Linked DNA regions of Salvelinus alpinus: region 2 is linked to region 1. Evidence: chromatin contacts called from public Hi-C data. All regions are on one chromosome and are shown on one strand. The core of a region is the stretch at or near the end of the contact, and the rest is flanking DNA. Distances in the headings are between cores, read along the strand shown.

Evidence for each region. Hi-C and Micro-C count contacts between places; a contact is called where the count stands out from the background.
Region 2: a contact with region 1 is called in a Hi-C map of muscle, with 8 times the contacts expected there. The contact joins the promoter of LOC139548920 here to the promoter of smc4 in region 1. A contact is called at or near these places in 2 of 3 Hi-C or Micro-C datasets (muscle and red muscle).

What each region holds. Positions count from the first base shown.
Region 1 is chr22:8,169,438-8,176,941 of SLU_Salpinus.1, forward strand. smc4 (structural maintenance of chromosomes 4) reads right to left here and starts at 2,816. Exons shown (of 34, transcript XM_071358429.1): 1 at 1,113-2,816; 2 at 1-149. The coding sequence starts at 1,254. LOC139548919 (a long non-coding RNA gene) reads left to right here and starts at 4,010. Exons shown (of 3, transcript XR_011669789.1): 1 at 4,010-5,846; 2 at 6,108-6,254; 3 at 6,697-7,504.
Region 2 is chr22:8,324,265-8,331,768 of SLU_Salpinus.1, forward strand. LOC139548920 reads left to right here and starts at 3,020. Exons shown (of 16, transcript XM_071358878.1): 1 at 3,020-3,544; 2 at 6,855-6,886. The coding sequence starts at 3,495.

The DNA of each region.
Region 1 (7,504 bases), core at 1,566-4,065:
GGATTTGACGTTCTAATTAACTATATGTGTAATCATCAAGCAAGGAGCGCCTGGTTCATTGGTCATTGCTGGGGGCGGGGGTGGAGGGATGCTACCAAGAATCTCCTCCAAACTTCGATTATCAACAGCCTCGGCACCCTCCCCGGGAGCTAGGGCAAAGAGTTTAACTTTTATTCCCCAGTGCGATTCATTTCAGGTGGGGACACTGGTGTATGGGGGAGGGGTGGCGAAACAAAAAAAACAAACAAACATAAGCATTATAGAGCAAGTCACAGTGGAGGAACAAAGACTCAGAGGAAGATCGAATGTTATCCCTTTGTTAACTAAACTAAATTATAACTAGATTAACGTAATCATAAACGAACGCTTGAAGTAACCCCTTTCACAAACACTCACATTGCAAAGCAAATACACAATATCCACTCACCAACGACAACAATTTATTATATTTCGGACATCTGATTCCACGTTGTTTCCCCCACACCAAAACCTACTTTCCAATCAAAACAAATTAATAAAAATCGAGCCTTGCTGCAAATACATACCGATTATGGTACCATATCACAATGACAAAACGTTTGGTCTCAAGTCTATTGTTGTGCTCAGTAAAAAAAAAAAAAAATGTAATGACCCTGACAATAGTTCGCGGCCAACAAACGCTGCAACCATAATACTTTCTAAATCAAGAGTAGACAACATGTCAAATACGGTTATTGTTTTCAGACGAAGTTTTGTTGACAAACCGCTGCTCAACGTTAAATAAGTCGAAAGATAGAAAATCATAACCATCCTTCTAGAAGATCGAATCGTTTAAAACGCATTCATATCCAAACATAAATTACCTTGCAAGTTGCGCAGGCTGGAGACAAACGCGCACACGCCACCATTATAAATCATCTCAAAAATCACAAGAGACATTTATTAATGCCATGCTCACGTTTGAAAAACTAGCCAACAAGCTACGTGTTATGAATCAAGACAACAACTACCACAACTGTGCCAGTTGGACTCAACCATCACGCACTTAACGTTACATTCAACAAAACACGTTGCCATTGAGTAGACGCGCAACTTATTTAGATGCAGACACCAAAACACCCTTTGTTACTTACCATTTGTCGGCGGAGCCTCTTGGCCATTGGAGTTCGCTTCTTTATGGGGTACGTCCAACTCGTCTTCGGAGTCATCCCGAGGCTGCGAACCTTTCCCTCTTGGCTTGGAAGTAGTTATACTTTTCGACGTTTTGAATGTCATGATTTAGAATCTAAAATATATAATTCAAATCACAGGAGTAAAAGTAAAATCCATTAGGTGTTTTCGCTTGTCAATCACTTCTCCACAATTGATAGTCAACGTGAAGCACCGTTACCCCCCTCCGTCATCTCCTATCACCATCGGGCATTTTATCCAAAGTATATTGATTGCTACACTGAGTTAACTTAACCTCGGGTCATAAATCGGTTACCCAGTCAATTATAAAGCTGCAAATAAATTGCCAGTCTGTGCTGTCTGATAAGACCACAGATCTAAAAGTGTTCTGTTTTAGTTTCTTCGCTAAATATGTTTCGTTTTAACTGTAGCATAGGTGTATATAAGCGATATTCAGAGATGTACCCATAACCCAAAATAATAGAAAATACTTGACACGAAATTGCAATTTAACAAAACTGAATTAGCTGTCTAACTTGAATCTCCCCTTGTCAAATAGCGTGATTTTGTCTAACATAAGCTGACAACATGCATCGATTTTCACTCAATTATCGAGAAATGAACTGTTACGTTTTCCGTAAAGTGCGTGTAACTAAAAGACGGACAAAAATTGTGACGTTACAGGCTGTCAGTATTGTCAAACTGAGCTCAAAAGTAAATCAACTGTTACCGAGAACTAGAAAAAGATGGAGGTAAATGTGCAAAATAAAGTCATAGCACTGAAGTAGCCAATCAGAGCCACGTTATCATTAGTGCCATGTAGGCTACACTCAGTAGTCCAAATTGACCAGCAACAGTTGAAAGTGTAATGTTTATTTTACAAATCGAGTTATAATCAATTGAATAATCTATGATTATGTAGCTAAAATATGGCTAACTAAATAGCTATATCACTAAAGTTAACGAGTGAATAAAAATGTCACCTGTGTATAGAAGATTTCACTGACTTGGTCTTGTTTTTTTTAGGTAGAGTAACGTTAGTGTTATGCTTCAGTTGTCCACTTGTAATCTAGTTAAGCTAACGTTAATAATTTGCCTAAACTAAGACGTGGAAATAGCCAATTACACTAGCTAGCTGCTGTATAGAGTAGACTAATGTCTGGTAATTAGCTAGCTAACGTTTGTCAGGTAGGCCACATTGGGCTTTGTTAGGCATGATTTTCACGTCAACTGTTAGCCACGAACAAATTTAGATAACATTAGCTAAAGTACGCTACCTGGATAGCGAACAGAACTAGAGCACAGATGAATAGGGGAAACCGGTACTTTGCTTACAAGTTAGGTTAATTTAGCTAACGTTACTTTGCACTGGTTCGCCAAGGTAGATAACTATCTAATATTACTAGGCAATTTTAGTTAGTTTTTGATGTGTTGCCGATAGACAAATGGGATATAGCTAAATGTTAGCTGTCGTCTGATCATTTTACGTTAACGTTACTCAGTTAACGTTAGCTAGCTTACTTTACCTAGCTCAACAACCACATAGAATCGACGAGAGGTGCTCACAAACTTGCTTTCTAGATAGCTATGGTTTGATAGTTAGCTAGCGAGCTTACTAGTTTTCTTTTAGCTAAAGTTAACTAGCTCTTTCGTGTTCAGATAAAATGACAGTTTTACCTTGCGGACGAAGTTATTTTGTTGTAAGAATTCCCTGTGTATCACTCTCTTTTCAAAGCCAATTGAAAACTGTTTCTCGATATCCCGAAGCTTAATAAAAATAAAAAAATAAAAAAATGAAGTGCGTAAAAGTCAACCCTGTGTCATCTCAAATCGTTAGCTCGCTGCAAACTCACTCGTAATTGGCGCCTAAACTCTGTTGTCGAACCAAAATTCGTTACAAACTGATGCAAGGCACCATGGAACCTCGACATTGGTAAAAAAAAAATATATATATATATATTCAAAAAGAAGGCCGATGCCAGGCAACCATGAACATAAACTTTTTTTTTTGCATTCAAGTTAACATTATACTGAATATAAGTAATATTTTGGTCATGATTTTGGATATTTTCATAACATTTTTTTAAACAGAACGCGCCCCGTGACGTATGGGCACTGTTACCTAGAGACGACGGAAGGGTGTTGTTAACAGTACGGGTCAATTTATTATTTTGTATTTTGATTGTATTGGTTGAATAGTCGATAATATGTAAGGGATAATCAACTACGGGCTATGTGTTCTATGGAAAATAATGCTCTAGGTGGATAGTGTGTGCCACGACGCACTAGTGGAGTGGCACTAGCCTTCCAAAGAGTTACATTATTTTCTAGAGAGAATGCATAAGAGAGTTAAAGTCTCAAATTGATTATATCCAATGGTGGAAAAAGTACCCAATTTTCATATTTGAGTAAAAGTAAACATACCTTAGTAGAAAATGACTCAAGTAAATGTCATCCAGTAAAATACTAATTGAGTAAAAGTCTAAAAGTATTTGCTTTTAAATATACTTAAGTATCGAAAGTACATGTAAAAGTATAAATAATGTCAAATTCCTTATATTAAGCAAACCAGACAGCACCATTTTCTAGTTTATCTATTTATTGATAGCCAGGGGGACACTCCAACACCTAGACATAATTTACAAACGAAGCATTTGTGTTTAGTGAGTCTGCCAGATCAGAGGCAGTAGGGATGACCAGGGTTGTTCTCTTGATAAGTGCGTGAATTGGACCATTTCCTGTCCTAATAAACATTCAAAATGTTGTCTCTACTTTCTTGCCCTTTGTGCTGTTGTCTGTGCCCAATAATGTTTGTACCCTGTTTTGTGCTGCAGCCATGTTGTGCTCCTACCATGCTGTGTTGTCATGTGTTGCTGCCACGCTATGTTGTTGTCTTAGGTCACTTTATGTAGTGTTGTCTCTCTAGTCATGATGTGTGTTTTGTCCTATATTTTTATTTAAAAAAGCAGGTTCCCTTTCCAAGTTTGTTGACAAGGAACTCTCGCGACAGTTATTCACAAAGTCGAGATACGTCAGCGATATTGGAAAATGAGTATCTCTGGGTACGTTCCAGAACAGAGCTAGTTTGTATAGCGATCAGTCTATTTGTCTGGTTTTGTCGATAAGTATAATTGTTGAGGAATATATATCACCTTATATGCATGAACTATTAACGGTGGAACTACTATGGCAACTGGACATGCTTAGTTGTCTGCTAGCAAGTGTGACAACAGTGAAGAAGACTCACCACGCGTTAGCTACAATGCATGTTCCGTAGCAACGACTAACGCTTGTTTGACTAGATATGTACTGTAGCTAGCGTAGCAGCTACGGTTAGTCAGTAACTATCCGCTACTTATTATTTGCTATACACTAATGTTATTGCTAGTTATATACAGGCTTAACTTAGCTAGCTAGACAACGGAGTTTTATTTTTGACCAGACCAATATCAGCAAGTGATACTTGCAAACTAAGTATCGTTAGCTATGAATAGCTAGCTATTTTGCAACTCTATTTGCTAATTGTATAACAAGCTAATAGTCTGTTTTGTAGCTACATTCACTATTATGTCCAATTTGAATGATCTTTGGAACTCACTGTAAACAGAAGGCTTTTCAAGTACCTATTTTCTGAATTACCTCTTTCACATTAGCCACCACAATGAGATTAAAGACATCATTACTCAAGGAACCAGAACATATCCTTTTCAATTGTGTGAATGATAGAAAGATACTACAACAGTGCTTTGACTTGATTGTTGGTCTTTTCCGTTTAAAAAATATGGACAGTCAGCAATCATGAATTAAAAATCTATTATGAAGTTGTGCCTCTAATAACATACTAGGCCTCCTTAGCTCTGGTCCAGGGGGTTAGTACCCGTTGCTCTAACACCATGGACCAAAGCTTGGGCCTCCTGAGACATATTATATTCAGTACACCTTGCACCACCAGACCTGGGTTCAAATACTATTTGAAAGCGTTCAAATATTTTTTTGTGTTTGCTCTACCCTGCCCGGAGTGCCAGATGGGCAGGTTTGCAGTTTTGGGACTATTCTAATGGTTCATTAAGCCCACTAAGCTCAATCAAGCACAGATAATGTATAGATTTCAAATAGTGTTTGAACCCAAGTCTGACTGGAACCTTTTTACTAAAGGCATGCTTTTTGCAACCTATATGGAGGTGAAAAGATTTTCTTTGTGCTATTTGTGATCACATCTGTGTGGATCTCACCTACCTCAATACAAAGAAAGGTGAATACAGGATCTGTGTTCATTAATTTGGCTGAAAGCAACCACTGTGTTTGAGTCTACTGCGGCCACCAACCCTGGACCCGAAGAGTTAGTCTACAGGGTGTGAAAACGTTTGTACCAGTTTAAGGCAAACACACCTGATTCAAGTAATCAAGATGAGATATTTTGCAGCAACCACTGATCTATTTCCACCTTACCATTGTCCTCCTTAACACCTGGACACACAAAGAGCTTGTGAGCTGTGTGGGCAGGACCACTGCAGACGAGTTGTACTCCTGCAGTGAGGACCACCAGATCCAAAGATAGAACCTGCTGACCAGTGAGATCAGCCTGGTGGTGAATGTGCAGGAGGACCTCTTCCCCATTGACCTGCACTGGTTCCCCAAGACGGTGGGAGGCAAGAAGCAGGCCCAGGCCGAGATCTTTGTGCTCACCAGTACTGACGGCAAGTCACAGAAGGGCCCAATAATGATTTTCTCGTAAGAGACTTTGATAACCAAAAAGTGCTATCTGAAACATGTTTACGACACCGTTAACATAGAAAATGTTGAATTTTAAAACAATGATACTTTCTCACATTATTCAACAAGACAGATTGATATTGAATTAGGTAGGTGAAAGAGGATATGAGTCCCAAGGTACATAACTGCATAGTTTGTGTGAAATGTCTCTGGTTGACAAGCTCACAAGCTCTTTGTGTGTCCAGGTGTTAAGTGGTATACTACGAAGCAAGTTGGATCTACTCAGGCTTTTATAAAGCTAGCCATCTTCAGTTAGCTGCACATTCCAGGTCAGGCTTCAGCCGTACTACGACGGTGGATATTGCTCATCCGCCTGCCGCTGACTCAAACAGGTATGTCGCACGTGGTTACTCGAACGTCGAGCTCTTTGAGACAATGCTGAAACATTAATCCATGGGCGAGTCAGTCATTTAAATTTGTGCCGAAATCAAAATGAAAGAAAATATATCTTGCAAATTCAGCAGGCTATGGTGTGAAATAGCTTTTTAGTAGTGCCATCTTTATTTTATTACTTATCGTTAATGTCGGCTTTGGTGTTTGCTAATTTATTACATTTAAAACTGAAATATTATATTTACAATCGTGGCCAAAAGTTTTGAGAATGACACAAATATTAATTTTCACAAAGTCTGCTGCCTCAGTTTGTATGATGGCAATTTGTATATACTCCAGAATGTTATGAAGAGTGATCAGATGAATTGCAATTAATTGCAAAGTCCCTCTTTCCCATGCAAATGAACTGAATCCCCAAAAAACATTTCCACTGCATTTCAGCTCTGCCACAAAAGGACCAGCTGATATCATGGTGTGAGGTGTGAGTGTTGACGAGGACAAGGCTGGAGATCACTCTGTCATGCTGATTGAGTTCGAATAACAGACTGGAAGCTTCAAAAGGAGGGTGGTGCTTGGAATCATTGTTCTTCCTCTGTCAACCATGGTTACCTGCAAGGAAACATGTGCCGTCATCATTGCTTTGCACAAAAAGGGCTTCACAGGCAAGGTTATTGCTGCCAGTAAGATTGCACCTAAATCAACCATTTATCGTGTCATCAAGAACTTCAGGGAGAGCGGTTCAATTGTTGTGAAGAAGGCTTCAGGGCACCCAAGAAAGTCCAGCAAGCGCCAGGATCGTCTTCTAAATTTGATTCAGCTGCGGGATCGGGACACCACCAATACAGAGCTTGCTCAGGAAAGGCAGCAGGCAGGTGTGAGTGCATCTGCATGCACAGTGATGCAAAGACTTTTGGAGGATAGCCTGGTGTCAAGAAGGGCAGCAAAAAAGCCTCTTCTCTCCAGGAAAAACATCAGGGACAGACTGATATTCTGCAAAAGGTACAGGAATTGGACTGCTGAGGACTGGGGTAAAGTCATTTTCTCTGATGAATCCCCTTTCCGATTGTTTGGGGCATCCGGAAAAAAGCTTGTCCGGAGAAGACAAGGTGAGCGCTACCATCAGTCCTGTGTCATGCCAACAGTAAAGCATCCTGAGACCATTCATGTGTGGGGTTGCTTCTCAGCCAAGGGAGTGGGCTCACTCACATTTTTGCTTAAGAACACAGCCATGAATAAAGAATGGTACCAA
Region 2 (7,504 bases), core at 1,770-4,269, 160 kb after region 1:
AGACAGTCAGCTGCAGTAACAAATCCAGTCAGAAATGTATAAACACAGAGCACTTCTATAAAGGATTTTGGATGTGACACTGTACTTAGCATCTAGGTATCTGCCATTCTGGGGGAAATCCCTCAATCTTGATGATGTGCATAATGGACATTACCTAGACTTACTGGAACTGTTGTCAAATTATGACCCGCTACTATGTGAGGACGACAAAAAGAATGGAGCACGACTGACTCATTACCTCAGCCCTGAGAGCCAAAACGTGTTCATAGGAATATGTGGTCAAAGGGTTTGGAAAACAATACTTTAATAGATAGCATCTTCTCTTTCATACTCGGTTATATGTGATGCAACTCCAGACATTTCCCATACTGAGCAAAATGTATTATTGGTGAGAAATGTACACAAAGATAAAGTTCAGGGAACAGGTGAATGGGAAATAATTGAACGTTTTCTTGAATTAAAAGACTTTGCTAGAAAGACAGGCAGTGACATTTCTGAAATGATTTTGAGTGCATTGGAAGGGCATGGTATTGACATAGCAGATTGCTGTGGTCAAGGCTATGATAATGGTGCACATATGTCAGGGAAAGTGAAGGTAGTTCAAGCACATATACTGCAAAAGAATCCACTAGCCACATACACACCTTGTGCCTCCCATACTCTTAATCTTGTGGGTATACATGCAGCTCAGTCGTGCCCAGAAGTATCAACCATTTTTAGCTGTGTATCGTCTTTACAATCAGTTCAGTGCCAGCTCAGAGCGATGGGCCATTCTCAAGGAAAAGTCTGGCTGCTGTCTTAACCGCCTTTCAGACATGTGTAGGAGTGCGTGTATTACTGCGGTCCGACCAGTGGCAACTCATTTACCGTCTATCATCAATGCCCTAGACATGCTTCTTTCCTCCTGCAGCCTGACAAACGAAGCCAGATCTGAGGCAAATGGTCTGAAAAGCTACTTCATGTCTTTCAAGGCAATCTTCCTGCTCACTTTCTGGGTAAAAGTTTTGCAGTGTATTGAGAATAGAAGCCTAATGATTCAGTCAGGAAATATTTTTCTGGACACTGAAGCAGCTCACATTAAGGCACTACAGGAAGAAATACAGGCTCTGCGTAATCAATGGGACGCTCTTCTGGCAGAAGCCTCCAATGTGGCAAATGAAATGAGTGTAACTACTCAGTTTCACAGTGAACATAGGAGCTGCCAGAAAAAAGAAAACGTTTCCTTGATGAGACTGAAGATGACATAGCAAATGAACAGAAGTCAGACACTGGATTTCACAACACAGTGTTTTATGTGGCTCTGGATAGTATGATCAGTCATTTGGACATGCGGTTCCACACGATTGCAGCAATATGCAAGGAGTTTTCACCAATACTTACACAAATTTAGTTTTGTAATTTTCCTAAATGTATCTTGCCACAAATTGAGAAGCAAGTACTCCAAAGATCTCACAGATGGATTTGAAAATGAAGTGCGACATATAAAGAAGATATATGGTGCCACTTTTTCAGATGGTCATCCTCCTGTAGAGCTCCTAAATACCATCCACAAGATGCAGCTACAGAGCATTTTTGGAGAGGTGTGCATTGCACTGAGAATCTTCTGTACAATGCCTGTAACAGTTGCTGGAGGTGAACGTGCCTTCAGTAAGCTGAAACTTATAAAGAACTATCTAAGATCTACAATGTGCCAAGACCGGTTGAACAGCCTTGCCATCCTTTCAATTGAAAACCAGTTAGCTAGAAAATGTTACTTTAAAGACATTATTAATGAGTTTGCTCACAAGAAGGGTTGACACTGGGCTCTTGGTGCAGTATAACCTGAGTTTTGTTTACAGGGAACAAACACAAGGACAAATGCCTTAAAACCTGTTCTACCCAAGCCTGCCCGGGGATGGGCAAAATACTGTTTCAGAATATTTTCTGCAATGGTTTATCTCCTGTTGAACATAATGTCTTGACACTACAGTTGCAGTTTCACAGATGCTTGTTTTCTGTAGGTACCAGATTTATGCCTGCAGTCCACATAGTATAGGATTTATTTTATTTTGGGTATGTTATTTAGCAATATATGTAGGAATTATGCATAGGGAAGAAGAGGGTTAGCCTTGTTTGTAAGAACTGGTAATAAATTCTTTAATCTGAAATATGGACCAATGGTAATTTCTTCATTAAAACTGACTACATAGCATATATGAAAAAAATAAGTCACCAATTGTGTAGTTATTTATAATAAAGCATCATAAAAACCTCATGACATAGACTGCTTTTGTTAACATTAGGAACGAAAAATGTTTGCATTACTGTTAATATAGGCAAAGGATGAAGGTGGAAACTAGAATCTGCACAATTGTAGTATAAAGCAGCAGAAGCGTATAGTTAGTACATTTAATAACACATATTGTTCAGTACGTTATTTTAATCTGAAACATTCTGATTTCTATGTTAGGGGCCCGGTAGTTATTTTTGGCAACGCCCCTGCATGTGATCAAGAAATAGCTGACTGAAACCTTCATTGGCAACGGAACATGATAGTGCAATTTTGTTTTGATTGTAGATTGCGGTATCTAGTGGTTGGTTTCGTGAACTGCAGCCTTACGGGTTTATATTTTCCCGCAAAAAAAGTGCCCTTTTGACGTGACCTACTTTGGAAAGATACGATGTTACAAACAAATTGTGAGAAATATCTACAATGTAACGCCTGCATATCAAAGGTTCTGACCATTTAATACAACGCAGGCAGCAGGATGACTTTATTTCCCTATCAGTAGCCGTATTTGTGCAGGAAAGCTGTAAACTTTAGTCATCTTTAATAATTTAAATAATATTGGCCGGCCAGATAATCTTCCTTATGGTACATATTTAACCCCCCCATAGTAATCAGACAGTTCTCATGGATCAGCTTTGACGGGAAAGAAACCCAGAAGAACCATACAGCCATGCGTCTTGTTTAGATGAAAAAGCGGACCCAAACTAAAGGCGGGATAATATACTCCTCCCACTGAGTAGTTCGTGAGCGTTGTATTGCTCCAGGGCTGCGCTAGTGCAGCGATTTGTAAATCATTTGTAATTGTAGACAATGAGACATCCATTGAAAAACATGGTAGTAAGATCAGCATATTTTTGCCTAAACTCAAATTTAGATTATCATTAGGTAAACTAGCCTATGTTACAAATACTACGCCTAGGCCTACTATGGGAGAGTATTTGTTTTGAGAGCTCTGTTTTTGGCGAAATTACTTTGTACGTAAGATGATATTTGACCTATTGAATAGAAACAGTTTTGATTATGCGTACAAAAACACGTGTAAATCATAACAATGTCAAAGTGAACCACGAGGGCTGCGCTGAGTCTTACGTCGTCTTTAAGGTATAGTTTTAAAAGGAGATGATTGCTGACAGCGATACAGACAGGTGCTATAACGGAACCTCACGAAGGTGAAGCAAAACGACCAAAACAAAACCTACAGTGAAAGTTCCTCAAAGAGCACATAATGGTGGCGAGGATGGCGAGCTGCGGAGCCACTTGTCACCTGGATGAAGGGTAAGCATCATAAATACATAGCCAAATAACGCCGAGGTTTAGAGCAGCCTATGATTGCATGAGGTTGCATTCACACTGACAAAGGATACGCGCGGCAATGTTTTGTCTAATCCCGAAATAGCTGCTTCCTTGTTGTTGCTTGCTACCCTTCGCTGGATCTTAGTTCTCGATTTATAAAGAAACATTTAAGACCCCAAATAGTTGCAACCATGTAATTTTATGTAATTGAATACATAGATCCCAAAAATGAAAGGAGGGGACGCCATGATCGCTTTGTAGCGCACATGATGCTCTGTTGACTGATCATAACAAAAGCATGCCCATCGCCAAGCAATATGGCTATACCGCGATTTATATCTATAGAACGATGTTATTCTGTAGGCCTACCCAATGCAACAATAATGTTGGGTTTCTCAATTAAAGCTTCTCTTTTAATTTGAAAGCAAAACCACTTGCATGTATCTAGCTTTGTTGTTATATGTATAGGAGTATATATGTAACAAAAGGTAGCTATAGAATAATCTTGAATTACATAGACTATTGGGACTTTTTCCAGTGAAACTTAATAATCAAGGACTTTTTTTTTTCTTTTTTTTTACACATATCACTTTTGTAACCACACGTGTTACTGCAATCATGGTAATGTTTCGTACCGTAAAATGTAGTTGTATAAATGTAGAAAACGTTCTACATTGTCTCCTTCGTGTCGTAAATAATGAATAGTGTTTGTGTGATGAGTAACCATGAACCCGAGGGAAGTGAAAGGTGAGAGATATGAATCTGGTGACTTGTATCCAAGGGGAACACTAGGCCTATCGTTAGTGTGGTTGCCTGGTTTCTATCACGCCAGAGGCTGCTGGAGAAACAAGACACGTTGGGCACCTTGCCACCATGCCACACCCTTTCGCCACTGACTGAAATAATCTGAATTCAGTTTAGACAATTCAACGCTCAGATCACTGAAGAGGTTTGAGTGTCACCGAAGTGCTGATTTATATAGATATTCAATTATACTGAACAAAAATGTAAACGCAACATGTAAAGTGTTGGTCCTATGTTTCATGAGCTGAAATAAAAGATCCCAGAAATGTCCGTGCGCACAAAAAGCTAATTTCTCTAATTTTGTGCACAAATGTGTTTACATCCCTGTTAGTGTGCATTTCTCCATTACCAAGACAATCAATCCACCTGACAGGTGTGGCATATAAAGAAGCTTATTAAAAAGGTTCACCGTGTGCAGGTTCACCTTGTGCTGGGGACAATTTAGTGGCTATTCTAAAATGTGCAGTTTTGTCACACAACACAATGCCTCAAGTTTTGATTGAGTTTGCAATTGGCATGCTGACTGCAGGAATGTCCACCAGAGCTGTTGTCAGAGAATTGAATGTTAATTCCTCTACCATAAGCTGCCTCAAACGTAGTTTTAGAGAATTTGGAGAACGTTCAACCGGCCTCACAACCACACACCATGTGTAACCACGCCAGACCAGGACCTCCACACCCGGTTTCTTCACCTGTGGGATCGTCTGAGACCAGCCACCCGGACAGCTGATGAAACTGAGGAGTATTTATGTCTGTAATAAAGCCCTTTTGTGGGGAAAAACTCATTCTGATTGGCTGGGCTGGCTCCCAAGTGGATGGGCCTATGCCACCCCAGGCTGTGACTGCACCCCTGCCCAGTCATGTAAAATCTGTAGATTAAGGCCTAATTAATTTATTTCAGTTGACTGATTTCCTTATATGAACTGTAACTCAGTAAATTGTTGAAATTATTGCATGTTGCATATATTTTTGTTCAGTATACTTAAAAATAAAATGCACAATACCTGCAGAATATATGACCCCTCATAAAAGCATAACTTTTCCCCCCCAGACTTATTGACAGTTTTGTGTATCATTAAGGCTGTTGCATTAATGGTGTATGATATGTTAACCTACTGAGGTACGCAAGGCTAAATTGGAGCTGTTACATAAACTATAACACTAGCACTAACTGACTATTGCCTATCTCTTGTTCACAGGCTTTCAGTGTGTTCATGTAAGGCTGTAGGAAACATGCAAAAATAAACTGTGGTATCGCACCACAGAAGTGAGAGAGAAAAGGAAGGGGGGGTTGTTTTGTATGAAAATGAGTGGGAAGGGCAGAGTACATGTCTGAACGTGAGGGCAGAGTACATGTGTGAATATGACTGCCATGGAAACGTATAACAATTGTGTTGTGATACAGAAACCTGTTGGCTGAGTGAACATTGACCTTGAAAAGTAAACCGTTTTCCCTGTACATCTGTCTTGAGTACAGTGAGGATGAGGACCACTGGCTTATCAGGTTTCATTAAATCTTCGATACACAGTACTAGAAATAGCCTATGAATTTTGGTCACAATTCAATCATTGTTTTAGGACCTTATCTGCAGTTACCATGCACAGTTATCATGATTCATTACATTCTTATTATCAAAGAGCTTATGAAAACATGGCAACTTAGTAAAGTGTTTCTACTGTATTCCTCATCTCTTCTGTGGTAAAGCACTAAAGACTACACTTGAGTCAACTCTGGCTTTTGATCACCTAAAGTGCAGTATTTTTACGATCGAGAAAAATAAGAAAAAATACTGTTGACCTTGTTCCCTGCGCATGCTGAACGTGTTCTTCTTGTGAGGTTGGCACCATGACGAATGCACTTTCTATTATCACTAGCTCTACACTGAGCCCCTGGGCGGCAGGCGCCCATAGACGTGTTCACACAAGTCACAGACTGAATCAACAAGTGGCACGCTTTGTCTGAGTCTGAGAGACAACTTCTGGATGATACACATTATTATGGGTTATATAAACTTGTAACACTGCTGACTACAAAACCCTTCCATTTGATCAACTTTTGGTGTTCTCTGGTACTGTCTCTTTAAGAATTTACGGTTTAGAATCACAGGCACTATTATCAGCCAGTACCTTTCCATGGCTTTGCAGTACCAGCCGTGCAACATTAGTGTGTAAAACTGGGTCAGGATGTAGGGGGTGGGGGTTCCACACCACACCACACTGAAGGATGGGCTGGTGTCATGAATTTGACATTTTGGCAGCCCTTTCTGTTTTTGTGCCTCAGTTGAATGAGCGTGTGAGTGTATATCAGAGAGAGGAAGTTGAGACACAGATGGGTCTGCAGCTGGACAGTTCAGCTCCACCCCCTCTCCTCCACACCCCTAATCCCCTCCCCCACTGGTCCATAAACTGAAGCTGTATTCTCTTAACTCCAGGATTTTGATAATGTCTTGGGATGCCCTTATCATGTCCTTTCTCTTTTAACCTACAGAGATGGAGACGTCCCTGCCCCTGACCAGAAGGGTAAGCACCATTCGATCTTGGTTTGTGCATGACATGTTTTGTTTTGTCTCATGTGGCAAAAAGTCTTGAATGAATGTAATCTGAAATGAGTCCAGCAGATGGCAGTCAACACCAGTAAAAAGATCTGTGTGTCTGTCTGGTGTATATTGGGCTGATTTAAAGCAGGCTGTCAGAGAGTAGACGGAGTGGATGTTAGATGAGGCAGATAGGAGGCAAATGAGGACACAGATGGAGGGAGGGAGAGAGAGTGACGGATGTATTTATTTAACCTTTATTTAACTAGGCAAGTCAGTTAGAACAAATTCTTATTTACCATGATGGCAAATGAGGACACAGATGGAGGGAGGGAGAGAGAGCGACGGATGTATTTATTTAACCTTTATTTAACTAGGCAAGTCAGTTAGAACAAATTCTTATTTACCATGATGGCCTACCCCAGCTAAACGCTAACCCAGACGACGCTGTGCACCGCCCTATGGGACTCCCAATCACAGCCGGTTGTGATACAGCCTGGAATCGAACCAGGGTCTGTAGTGAAGCCTCTAGCACTGAGATGCAGTCACTTAGACCGCTGCGCCACTCGGGAGCCCAAAGAGAGAGGAGAGAGAGACTTGGCTG